2 separate regions of the Bicyclus anynana genome follow, and region 1 is linked to region 2. The links are chromatin contacts, called in public Hi-C maps. All regions are on one chromosome and are shown on one strand. The core of a region is the stretch at or near the end of the contact, and the rest is flanking DNA. Distances in the headings are between cores, read along the strand shown. Region 1 overlaps LOC112055891 (breast cancer metastasis-suppressor 1-like protein). Region 2 holds the start of LOC112052584 (probable 39S ribosomal protein L49, mitochondrial).

Region 1 (6,220 bases), core at 1,292-3,791, 110 kb before region 2:
GAATGAAGAAAAATATTTTAATCAAAGTTCATTCTCATTTAGTTATTTGATGTGTAAGTAAATAGCTTACTTCTCTCTAGTTTGTGAAGCAACAATAGAAAATTTAATTGAAGATTTGTTACATAACATGTTGTTTTCTGTAAAAGTGATACCTATAACCAAAGATTTTATATATCGTTCCCTATAAGAGCATTTGATTAATATGTTATAAATATATCCTTAGTAAATAAATGGCATTAATGAGTGTAACCGAGATCGAGCTAGCTATTGCACTGCCATACTCTTTTGAAGCCTCAGCAAGCCAAATAAACCATTATATAGTCTAGAACGTGATACATGGCATTACGGACCCAAAATTATTACAATATCTCTAATAGTCAGTAATAAATATTCAATTCAAACGGCCTAAAATCAGTAATCATTTATAATTATTAACAAGTCCATTGATCAACGCGAAGAAAGAATACCAACGTAATCGTCTTTAGTTTATTGTATCAACGTAACATGGACACAAATTACATTAGGAGCGCTTAAAAATAACCACCGAGATGTTCGGTCTATAACCTTGTCGCGACGTTGTCCAACTTACCCGCTAGATGGCGTTGCCAGTCGCGAAACTAAGGGCGCGTCGAAAAATCTTTTCAGTTCTACGTCTATAAATACGTACATGCAAATGATTTACTGTCTTGACGTATTAACATCGAACTACGTGTGATTGGTGTGTATATAAGTAAAATAATAGGTGCCTTATCTTATCAGCTTCGTAGTCTAATCTAATGCGAAATGTATGTGGACTGTGCAGGTTATGTAACCCCGATCTTCTGCGTATCAATTCACGCTGTTTATTATCGAATTGAATAACTAAATTATGGAAATTTATATGTATACAGTTTTGAATCCATAAGGCAATTTAGTGTAGTTATGGGTTAATTGACTAATTAATTACGTAATTAACAAACTACCTGATACTTAGTTGGTCAATAACTAGTGTGGTGATTATAATAAGGATTTTATGTATTTCGTAACGAAGATAGCGAATGTTTTTTTTTTATTTTCTAAAGGCAAGTTAGCTTTAGAATGCGACTCTTATTACATGTTATACAGTGGCTTGCACACAATTTATGACCCTGTGCCAATGATGTTAAATACTGTTAGATGTGTTATTAGGTAATGAAAAATCAGGCGCTCAAAAGAGGAAATTTCCACATCTCAATGTTAGTTGTAGTCAACAACGAACTATTTAAACAAATAATACCTCTACAATGTCGAGGTGTATGTTCAGGAAGTGTAAAAACGTTGTCTTTAATTCCATTACACTTTTAGGAGTATATACTCATAATAGTATAATGGAATTAAAGACAAAATTGTGCATGTGTGCGCCACTTCAATTCGGGTCACTTTTTGCGGTGATTTTTTAGGGACGTAACCGATCTATAGTATAAAATTATCATTGCCGTGGGCAGTGTAGTAAGAGATTATTCAAAATGGAAAATTCCTTCTCCAAAATGGGTTAGGAGTCCTAAGGGTATGTAGGCATTTTTGCATCTATCGAGTGCACGCCACTCATGTGAAAATGTCGATGCATTCTAAAATGATAAATGGCGTACTATCAAGGAAAGGATATAGTTTATTCTTTATTTCCCTAACTGGTTTTACGCGACATCGTACGTACTACTTTAGTCGATTTAGAAAAAATATAAATTTCATAGTTGGTAGGTAGAAGTAGCATTGTTAAAGATCAAATAATTAATATTGACGTAATATTATTGTTTCTACTTTTCTTGGAAGGAAAGTACGTACCTAATCTATATACCTACCATATAATTAATAATCCTTTTGGTGAAAATACCTATATTGACCTTCAAAAAATCCAACTTCGTCAATTTTATTTATTATTATGATTGGCCTTGAAATCTAAAATAAACTGCCTATGTACAAAAGTAGGTAAAAACTACCTTACTGTGTTATCAAAGAATCACTCGTAACAACTTTGTATTTTGTATTGTTCCAGTAAAAGACCATTTGGATGTATGTACCTACCTACCTAGTTTTTCTCTGATATCCATTCCATTAACGAAAACACTCTGCTAAAGTATTAAAACAGGATGAATGCGTTTTCCATTAACGCTTTGCAAAAGAAAACAATACGATTCCACTGTTGATAGTTGGCTTGTATGGAATAACAAAGTTACGATCGATGTTTATACATAATTCGTTCACAAGGGTTTTGAGTATGTAATCATAAATCAAACTGTGAATAATCCATCAATCGGAAAGTATGTCGATGACGTAACCTTTATTACTAACCTATTGCCTATGTAGAAATAACGTTTCAAAACAAATATTAGTGTAATAAAAGCTGTATGCGTAAAACCTTTGCCTGTTATAAAAAAAAAAATTGAAGAGGCTCCTAAAATAATCTATCAACAAAAGGAACAACAAGATGGCGGCTGCGAGCGAGGCGCGTAGCGTTTCTGAAAGCGTCCGTCTACGGGTCGTGCGTCTCTGTCGCACGTAGCGGCTACGCGCGGGTGGGAGAGGGACGGGCGTAGTACCCCGTGGGGCCTCGTGCCAAGGTGACGTACCCCGCTCGCACACATCGACGGTTGTGCGCTGGCGCAACGAGTTTGTCCCAATTTGCGATTTGCGTTTTTTTTTCGTACGCTTTCCGCGATTTTGATTGCTGCGTCATTGCATCACGTAGCGTAATTAATTATAGTGTTGACAACAATTAAATATACTTTATCTGTAGGTAAACAACCAGTGACCATTCAACCAACTTATGATTGACACAACAACAATTTACATATTCCAAACCCACATGAATTCAAAGCATATTTAAATTTTAGATAAGTTGGTAGGTACCTACATTCAATAAGTCTGACGCCTTTTACTCGTATGGCGTGAACGTACCAGATTTTTATTTTGTACTAACTGACGCCGCGCGGTTTCGCCCGCGTGGATCCCGTTCCCGTAGGAATACGGGGCTATATAGCCTTCTTCAATAAATGGGCTATTTAACACTGAAAGAATTTTTCAAATCGGACCAGTAGTTCCTGAAATTAACGCTCAAACAAAAAAACTCTTCAGCTTTTACTAACGGTAAATAAGTAGGTACCGACTTAATATATCTGGGTAGGTATAATATGCTATCAAAGTCACGAAACCGGGTTCTTGGAAATCTTACCCATTTAGTATCAAAGATGGGTTTGAATGCAAAGGTCCTTGCATAACATAGATATATGTGTATTTTTTGTAAATTTTTACTGTCTGAGGCCATTCCTGGGGCCAAAATAAGAATTATTAATACTAATAAAAATAAGAAGCAATATCGCCCACTCAAACTTCCTCCTCTTGAATCTTATTGGGAGTAACTACTACCAGGGTCATCTCCTAAGTCAGAAAGTTTCGTGTTCTTAATTTCTCCTACTCTATTATTATTACCGACAAAGACGTACCGCCAAGCGATTTAGCGTTCCGGTACGATGTCGTGTAGAAACCGAAAAGGTGTGTGGATTTTCATCCTCCTCCTAACAAGTTAGCCCGCTTCCATCTTAGACTGCAACATCACTTAACATCAGGTGAGATTGCAGTCAAGGGCTAACTTGTAGAGAATAATTTTCTTTGTCTCTTTGACGGACCATTTTGCACTTCAGAATCTGACTCGGGACACTCAGGATCCAGTATCGATTTTTTTAAACCCCTAATTGAGGAATGATCGGCGTAGTACAAGGCGTCTGGAATTTCATCCATAAAAGTTTCATAAACGAGTAGTTCGTTTATTTCCATTACGATGCTACAGATTTTTGGAAATCTTCGGCACGTTTTTTGGTTTATAAGATTTTATTATTGGTTTATGTTAAAAAGTTATGGATCTAAAATTGTAGAGGATTCAATTTCGTACAAAAATCTAATATATTAAATTCTCATGTCGCGGCGTTTGTTACCGAAATCCTCGAAAACGGCTCGACCGGTTTTGATGAAATTTAGTGTGCATATCAAGTAGGCTTAAGAAACGGTCTACATCTAATTTTCATAGCCTGAGGGATAAAGGCGGTCTACTTCAGTTTTTTATATCTCTAAAAATAATTTCTAAGGCAAAACAATGCTTGCCGGGTCAGCTAGTAGTTTCGTTATTGTTTTGTGAGTTGCAAATTTTGGTCACTAGTGCAAAAAACGATTTCCACCCCCTTTTTCAACAAGCCGGCTGATAATTTATTATCGAATTCTCATAACTTAAAAACAAATCCTATTTGCGCCTTCTTAGAACTTTCAAAGTATAAAGTGTACACAATATGTTGTAAATCACTTTATATTCATCAATATAAAGTGATTTACAACATATTGAGTGTTTTTCACGCATTAGAAATATTGGGTGTTTGTTAGTAAAGCATTTCATCATCATCATCATCATCGTATCAGCCGATGGGCGTCCACTGCAGTCCTTTATATACACTTCCAAACACCACGCTTGCTTGCTTGATGTCGTCAGTCTACGTGTTGGGGGGTCGACCAACACTGCGCTTACTGGTGCGGGGTCGCCATTCCAGCACCTTGAGACCCCAACGTCCATGGGCTCTTCGAATTATGTGCCTCACCCTTTACCACTTCAGCTTCGCGACTCGTTGATCTATGTCGGTGGTTCTTCTGCGGATCTCCTAATTTCTGATTCGATCACGCAAAGATACTCCATAGCCCGCTGTGTAACTCTGAGCCTTCTTATGTGACCCATAGATAGCGACCAAGTCTCGGAACATCATTGGCATCAGCAGTAAAATATTTAAAGTAATAATAATAAATACAGAACCTTCATCTAGATTCATTATCGAATTCCCATAACTAAAAACACGACGCGGTTTGTGGTTAGTGATAACGCTAAACAATTTGTTTTCGATCCAGCGAACAAATGGCCTAAACTGGTCATAAAACATATCTTTGTATTATTATATACTAACTGGCTCGTTGATACAGTAGTTAATAATAATTTGTTCTACCTATCACGGAACTTGAGATTGAGTCCGTGGTCGAGCTTTAAAATTCTGAGGTTTTCAATTTTTCAAGAAATTCTAGAAAGTCAAGAATTGTAGTATCCAGAGCGTTTTACATTTAGCCACCTTTCCCAGGCATTAATATTATTATCTAAATAATATTAATAATAATAAAATGCTTTATTCAGCCAAAAAAAGAAAAAATACAAATAACTTAGAAAACTGAAGCCGCGCAACATCTTCAAAACTTACTGGGCACTAGCTGACCCGTTACGAACCCGCACTTCCCGTTCCCAGTGGAACACGGGGATAAAAAAGCGTGGGCAAAGCGAAGTTATAGCTTTCTATTGCTAAAAAAGATTTCAAAATCGGTTTAGCAGATCCAGAGATAAACCCCAATAACCTCACAGACTCAATAAGTTTACCTCTATATATTAGTATAGATTTAGCCGCCAAGCGATTTAGCGTTCCGGTACGATGTCGTGTAGAAACCGAAAGGAGTGTGGTTTTCATCCTACTCCTAACAAGTTAACCCGCTTCCATCTAAGATTACATCATCACTTACCATCAGGTGAGATTGTAGTCAAGGGCTAACTTGTAGAGAATAAAGAAAAAAGATTAAAAGTTATATTAGTATTAAACGGTAAAGATAATAATTTAAAAAGACAAATTAAAACATTATTTGTTAACTTACGTAGTACCGACGTACTACGTAAGTTAAACAAAAAACCTTCGAATCTCCGCTGACCTTAATGGGGTCTGAACCGTGAATTTCATGAAAACACTCAATGCAGTTTACGAAAACGTGTTTACAGAGCCATGTACACTGTACAGCCTGATTGGGAACTATTGGCCTTATGTATTACTTCTATATTAATATTATATACTAGCTGACGCCGCGCGGTTTCACCCGCATGGTTTCCGTTCCCGTAGGAATACGGGAATAATATAGCCTATAGCCTTCCTCGATAAATAGGCTATCTAACACTGAAAGATTTTTTCAAATCGGACCAGTAGTTCCTGAGATTAACGCGTTCAATCAAACAAACAAACAAACTCTTCAGCTTTATAATATTAGTATTACAATTTACAATTTTTTATTATATATAAGAGCCTTGATAGCCCAGTAGATATAACATCTGCTTCTGATTCTGGAGGGTATGGGTTCGAATCCGGTCCGGGGCATGCACCTCCAACCTTTTGAGTTGTGTGTGCATTTTAAGAAATTAAAT
Region 2 (6,512 bases), core at 3,211-5,710:
ACGGGGATCAAATATAGCTTATGCTACTGACTAATAATATAGCTTTCTATTGCTAAAATAATTTTCATGATCAGTTTAGTGGTTTCACCGTAAAAGCGTAAAAAACAAACTCACTTTCGCAAAACTAGCGGACGCGCCGCGTTTACACCCGCATAGTCCACGTTTTTGGGGGAATACGCGAATAAAATATAGCCTATGTTATTCGCTGATGTTATAGCTTGCTATTGCTAAAAGAATTTTTATTATCGGTTTAGTAGATTAGTCGTGAAAGCGTAAAAAACTAATTCAGTTTTGCGTTTATAATATACAAGCGGTTACACTCGCTTATTTCTTGTTTCCGAGTTAATACGAGGATAAAATATAGCCTATGTTACTGGCTGATAATGCAGCTTTATATTGCTAAAATATTTTTTATGATCGGTTTAGTGGTTTAGCCGTAAAAGCGTAAAAACAAACTAACTTTCGCGTTTACAATATACTAGCGCACGCCCCGCGGTTGCATCCGTGTAGTCCTCATTCCCGTGGGAATACGGGGATTAAATTTAGCTCAAGTTATTCAGTGAATATGTAGCTTTATAATGGAGCAAGAATTAAGTAGTTTTTTTACAAGTATGGATTAACCACTGTTCACGCTGTACTTTGAAAATAACTAAACGAATTTTCATGCAATTTTGCAAGCAGATAAGGTTTAGTTTCGACAATAGAATAAGTATAGGTACCTATCTTACTAGACAGTACTTATACGTAGTGACTCTTTGGGTAGTATTTGTCACAGCAATTTGTAATAGAAAACCTAATGAGCAAGATCTACCTACTTACATAGGTACCCACATTAACAAAAAAATAAAAACCCTGTTTATTTAAACCCGATTATAAATGAATGAATCGCGAAGAGCAAGCAAACGAAACTCAAATCACGGCGACGCTAATCGACGCAAAGCTAATAATAGATACGAAAAACAATGAATTTAACCCTGTATTATTTAGCTATCGATTGTAGGTAGGTACCTACGTATATATACGACGTTGTTCTGAAAGCACTTGGCCTTGATAATACATATTTACATAGCTACATAAACGTTCAATGCATTACGTAACTCCGTTAAACACATACATCGATTCCTATCGTGTTCAACAACTTTGCTAACTTTAAACGCTCCCATACATCAAATTATGCGTACAACTAACCTAATTTTCATGATTCAACTCTTAAAATGTTGAATAACCTAAAAATATTGCGTTTAAAATACTGAAAAGCGTTGATAAAGCGTCCTATTGCCACGTTAAGACATAGAAAAGTTGTTTTGGAACAAAGAACTCGGCTCGTATCGAAAATAATATCTTGGTGAGGCCCGAGAGAACTCCGGGCGGATGTTATATAGCTACGTAGATAAAACCTTCCGCCGCCGACAGCGCCGCGCGGTGGCAAAGCGAAACGCGCTTCATGCTGTGTACACCCAACCAAACAAGTTTGCGTTTATCACGTCGCGATATCTTTATATTTATGTTTTATTTAAGCTTTTTTTTTGAACACTGTCACCGAATGTAGTTATTTATTTAAGAAATTTTATGAATTTAATCTATTATGAAGTGTATTTTATGTCGTAAACAGATTGAGAAGATTAAAAAAAAAAGATAAAAATGGTTTGATTTTGTAAAACTAATTAAAAAATAAATGCACTACAAAGTGAAACTACCAACCCCTACTAACATCCCACCCCTGAATATCTATCCATCGATTGATTGGTTTAAAGCGGGTACCAGACTAAATAGCAATGTTACATTACCTTAAACTGTAGGCCTTCCGTTTCTTTAAGATTTTACTTCAGGACGTCCATGACTTCGTCATGTAAAATTGCGATTTTCACAAATTCTGCAGGACCGATACATTTTTCTGGTATAAATAGTAACCTGTGTTATTAAAATCTATCTCCATTTAAAATTTTAGTCAATTATTTCCATACAAAATTTTCGTTGGTAATTGTTTTTATTTCCCTTTTTAAAACTCAAAGACTATATTTGTTAATCAAAGGTACTTATTATCTGCCTCTATTCCACATTGTAGCCAAATATTTTAGTAATTCTGGTAGTTTTTGTGTGAAATAGTAACATAAAACGTAAGTTTTGTATGGAACAAAACTTTGCATTTGTAAAATTAAGTAGTGGAATTGTTTTTCAAACTAAAAATACTTGAGATTGCTAAGATAAGATATTAAATACTAATTAGATTCCTATTTTTTAGTAGTTATTAAATAGCAAAATTGAAAAAGGCGTTAGGATTGTATTTTGTGATTATTTAAATCAACAAAATCTAAGCAAAAACTAGCAGACGCCAGCAAGCCCTTCATTCGCGAGAAATTCTGTTTTTCACAAATGGAATGCAGGAATCATGGATTTTTTTGGATAGTAGCCTGTATATGTATAGCTCCAAGGTCCCGTTTATCAGTGTCCTAAAATTCATATAAGTCCATTCTCATTTACACTATTAATATGTATTGTTAAAACCATTAACCAATCTTAAAAGGGCAATGTTATCAACTTGATGTGTTTGCAAGATGTTTAATTACCGTCTAAAACAATGTAAGCACAATGACTAACGCTGTTTGAGATACAAATACAAATTTTTTTGAAATATTTTTGAAGTGATAACTTCTTATAGAAGTGCCCTTCTATAAGATGTTATCACTCTCGATCACATCGACAGAACCTCTTCGTAACGTAACGTGTTACGGCATTACTCTGTCTGGCTTCCATTTCTCTCACGCATACGGCAGCAGGTTTAAGTTATCACTTCTGTCGAGCAGCGACACACACACGTTTTTTGTTTTATATTTATACCATATACAATCACATAAATCATTAGGTTTATTGATAAAAACACGAGTAAAATAAAACTCAAGATTGGTTTCATATTTTATTACTAACTGTGGGATAACATTTTTAATTTAAAACCCTTGAGCATAAGCCCAATCACGTAGAGTGGTTACGAAATCGCCTTTAACTTCTATAAATCTTCCTAATTCATGCACCCTTGTTTCAACGTAACGTTTTTGAGTTTTTTGCAAGTGTTCTTTGATTAAGTCGTTTAGCAACCAAATATCACCTTCAATCCTTCTAATGAGCGATATTTTCCTCGTGCCTTTCATTGATAAATCTAAATATATTGGCATTTGATGGTTTCTAGTTCTTGCAATAAAATATGGTAAATTTTTTGCTTCCTCTTTTGGTGGTATCCATCCAGAAGGATATGTCTCTTTTGGTGTAACATTGGGAATACTTTCAAAAGGCATAAGTCTTTCCACATATGCCCATTCAGGAGGATTTTTTACAATATCAAATTCATATTGTTCTTTGATTCTTTTAACAAATGGAGATTTCGCGTAATTTGAATAGTTTTGAGTACTGGAAACCTGTAACAAAATAAAAAAAACCGTTTATAGTAGACTGTTATACAAGGAGCCAAAAAGATATATAAAGATAGAAGAAAAAGATATACGAGGTATTTTTAGGGCACGAGCCGTAAGGCGAGGTCCGCTAAATAGAAACCGAGTTTATAATGTGTTTAGCCCGGCGTGTTACACTATACTTTTCACTACGATTGCGAAAATAGAAAATTCAGTACAACAATATTCAATGTTAAATATTCTTTTTGCAGACACTGCTCCCAACTTTATAAAAATCAAATGAAAAAAAATCGCAATCCACGGACAAGAACGCACTTCACACAACAAACAATCAGGACCTTACAATATATACTCGTACCCACTATGATGATTCTATTAATGAATAAAACCTTCTTCGTTTCATAGAAGTCATTATTTTAGTATGAAACTGTTTACGAATTACAGTTTATCGTTTTAAAGTGGGCCAGTAACCGTAACAGATAAAAATTAAAAAAAAAAAACAAAATTATTTTAGCCCCTAGAGGCTAAAATGCTTGTTTAGCCCCGCTGCGGAGTGGTAATATGGCAGTGTATAGTAAATATTTTTTCACTGCTCTTGGTAAAAAAGCAAGAGTAGTGAAAAAATATTTATACCCAAAACCTAAATTACAAATTTTTCCTAAATTACGTTACGTTTGGTCTAAATGCGTAACTAAATTGAAATGAATTTTATTCAAAAAGTTTATTAAATCTGAACTCTGAAAATAAATAAATATTTTAATCTGCGCAAAACCTTTTTGCGAGGGTGTACACCCATAGTTCTGTCACATGTCGCATTCAAAGCAACATTACATCGCGGCGCGAGTAAAAATAATTGTATAATTACCGATATCGACGCTGGTGTTAATTTTGCACCCAAATCAGAAGCGTTGTTCAGGATCCGAACGGTTTTTCCAGCGAAAAAACGTGCAAATGCTCTCTGTGAACGCCACACGGTCGCCATTTTGAATAGCGAATAGAGTGATTGCTTGCTACAAGAGCAATAAGAACTATATTATTCGTTTCGAAGGAAACATTATGGCGGACGCCTGCAGACATTTGGGCTTTTCAAAAATCGTTTTCTAAGTTTAATCGCGAGTTTTTACTGAACTTTTTCGCATATTATGGTGCATTGAGTGTTGGATTAACTTTTTATTGTGGTTTTTGGCAGTTCCGTGGGATAATTTGTGAGTATTTTGTGAGTACATAGCGGAGGTGCGCCACGGGTAGGGAAATGATTTGGTGCTTTCTGTCTCTCGCTGTCGGCCGACGCATACGCAGCGCACAGCTGTAGGTGGCGTTGCATACGAGGCGAGATGTGTCCACACTCAAAACATGATATTTTCATGACTTTTCCGCCTGGCTTTTCTGTGCAACTGGCGACTTAAACGTAAATATTGTTTTATATTATGCAATTTTAGGCTTAATACTGTTAGATTATACGAATAATTAGTGACTTTTTGTGATAATAATGTGTGAATTAAGTCCGCGAACTTGGTGTATCTCGGGCATCGCTTTTGTTTACCACGACTTAAAGACTTGGTTTGCGATCGGAATATATGGAATTAAATGACAATTAAGTTTGAAACATTAGTATTAAGCTTTCTAAATATAAAAACAAATGAAAACTGTGGAATTAGAGTTAATAGTTATTCGAATTGTGGATTTGATTAAAATTATTACAATGTAACTAATTATTACAATATAATTAGTTATGATTAGCTTTTATCAGTAATTAATATAGTCTTTATTTCATTTCAGCTCCTGATAACATGTCATAGAGAAGAAACTAGCAAAGATCAAGCAGTGTAGACATTTGGGAACTATACATTCTTGAGGAAACTTTGAATTAGTTATACCTACTTACAAACAAGATATAAGACATTAATTAGCAAGGCTGTGAAGTCAGCCTCAGGACCAGAAATTCCTGTCTGGTCTGCTCTGATCACCTGACGAGATAACCGTTGACCTGATGTCCGGAACACAGTATAGACTCCCACCAAACATTCCATCATGAAAACCAAACAGGTTAAAGAGGAGTTGGATAAGAGTATAGATGAAGAAACTGTAGTAGAGCCCAAGACTAGAGCCCGGAAGAAGGCTTCAGACTTCAACGAGGAAGAAAAGAACAAGTCGGCCCAAGATGATCCCAAAACTTCCAAAGACACTAAGAAACCTGGACCCAAACCAAAAGCAGTGGTCAAGAAGAGACCTCTAGGAATCAGAAAGACGAAATCTTTAAGGGGCAAGAAAATTCCACCTGTAAAGAAAAATGTCATAAAGAAAACCATTACTAGGAGTAGAAAGGCTACGAAGGCTTTAAACTCACAAGATAAGGAAACCGTCCCTTTGATACCTGCGGCTGAAATAAAAAAGGAGCCACTGGACGAGCCCGCTCCTAGTTCCAGGTCTTCCAGTCCCCGAACAGCTGGCCGAAGAGTGAGGCTAAGTTCTGATATGGTCATGATGAAATCGGTCCTGGGAGATTCACCTACACCTTTAGTCCTTGGGCCTCGGACCAGTCCGTACTCTATGCGCTCAGAACGAAGTAATAGTCCCTCCCTTTTTGAAGGAAAGAACTTGAGGAGTGGGAAGCCTAGAAAAGTCAAAAGTAATCTCTTAAATGAGGTTGTTTTGAAAGAACAGAAGAAGAAACGTTTACTTTCAGACTCCAAAACTGCAGACACTCCTGAAACTTCAGAGGTTTCGAAAAAATTAAAAAGGGGGCGCTCCTGCTCCAGGGATGGCAGTGAAATCTCTAAATGCTCAGATATAACAGAATCGGACGTCAGCCTCAGTGAACCACTCATTGATGGTGAAAGCAAGGAGCTCAGCAAAAACTTAGATAAAACTAAGACTGACCTAGATATAGATATTGAAAATAGTGTACAGATCTCTCCTATTGGAAAAGTGCCTTCTCTTAGTGTTGACTCGAAATTAACTGAAACCAAACCTTATACAGAGCCTAGTTCTATGTTAAAAGAGAAAAACAAAAAGAAATTGAGCTTAAAACGAAGTACTTCATTAGATTCAGACAACAATAACAGTAATAGGATTAAGTTAGAAAATATAAATGTATCAGACCTAGAA

What was found. A called contact is a pair of places that touch in the nucleus more often than the background predicts.
Region 1: a contact with region 2 is called in a Hi-C map of whole body, with 3 times the contacts expected there. The contact joins the enhancer-like site here to the promoter of LOC112052584 in region 2.

The regions. Positions count from the first base shown.
Region 1 is chr16:14,615,607-14,621,826 of ilBicAnyn1.1, reverse strand. The region is part of intron 3 of LOC112055891 (breast cancer metastasis-suppressor 1-like protein); the gene reads left to right. Among protein-coding and RNA genes, the nearest start is that of LOC112055891, 25 kb to the left of the region's middle. Within about 2 kb of position 2,541, at least 8 of the 8 cell types and tissues checked have open chromatin away from gene starts, as enhancers often do.
Region 2 is chr16:14,508,492-14,515,003 of ilBicAnyn1.1, reverse strand. LOC112052584 (probable 39S ribosomal protein L49, mitochondrial) reads right to left here and starts at 4,460. Exons shown (of 2, transcript XM_024091721.2): 1 at 4,270-4,460; 2 at 2,902-3,410. The coding sequence starts at 4,386. The coding sequence ends at 2,946. It overlaps LOC112052576, which reads left to right and starts at 4,992. Exons shown (of 10, transcript XM_052886340.1): 1 at 4,992-5,015; 2 at 5,415-6,512. The coding sequence starts at 4,992.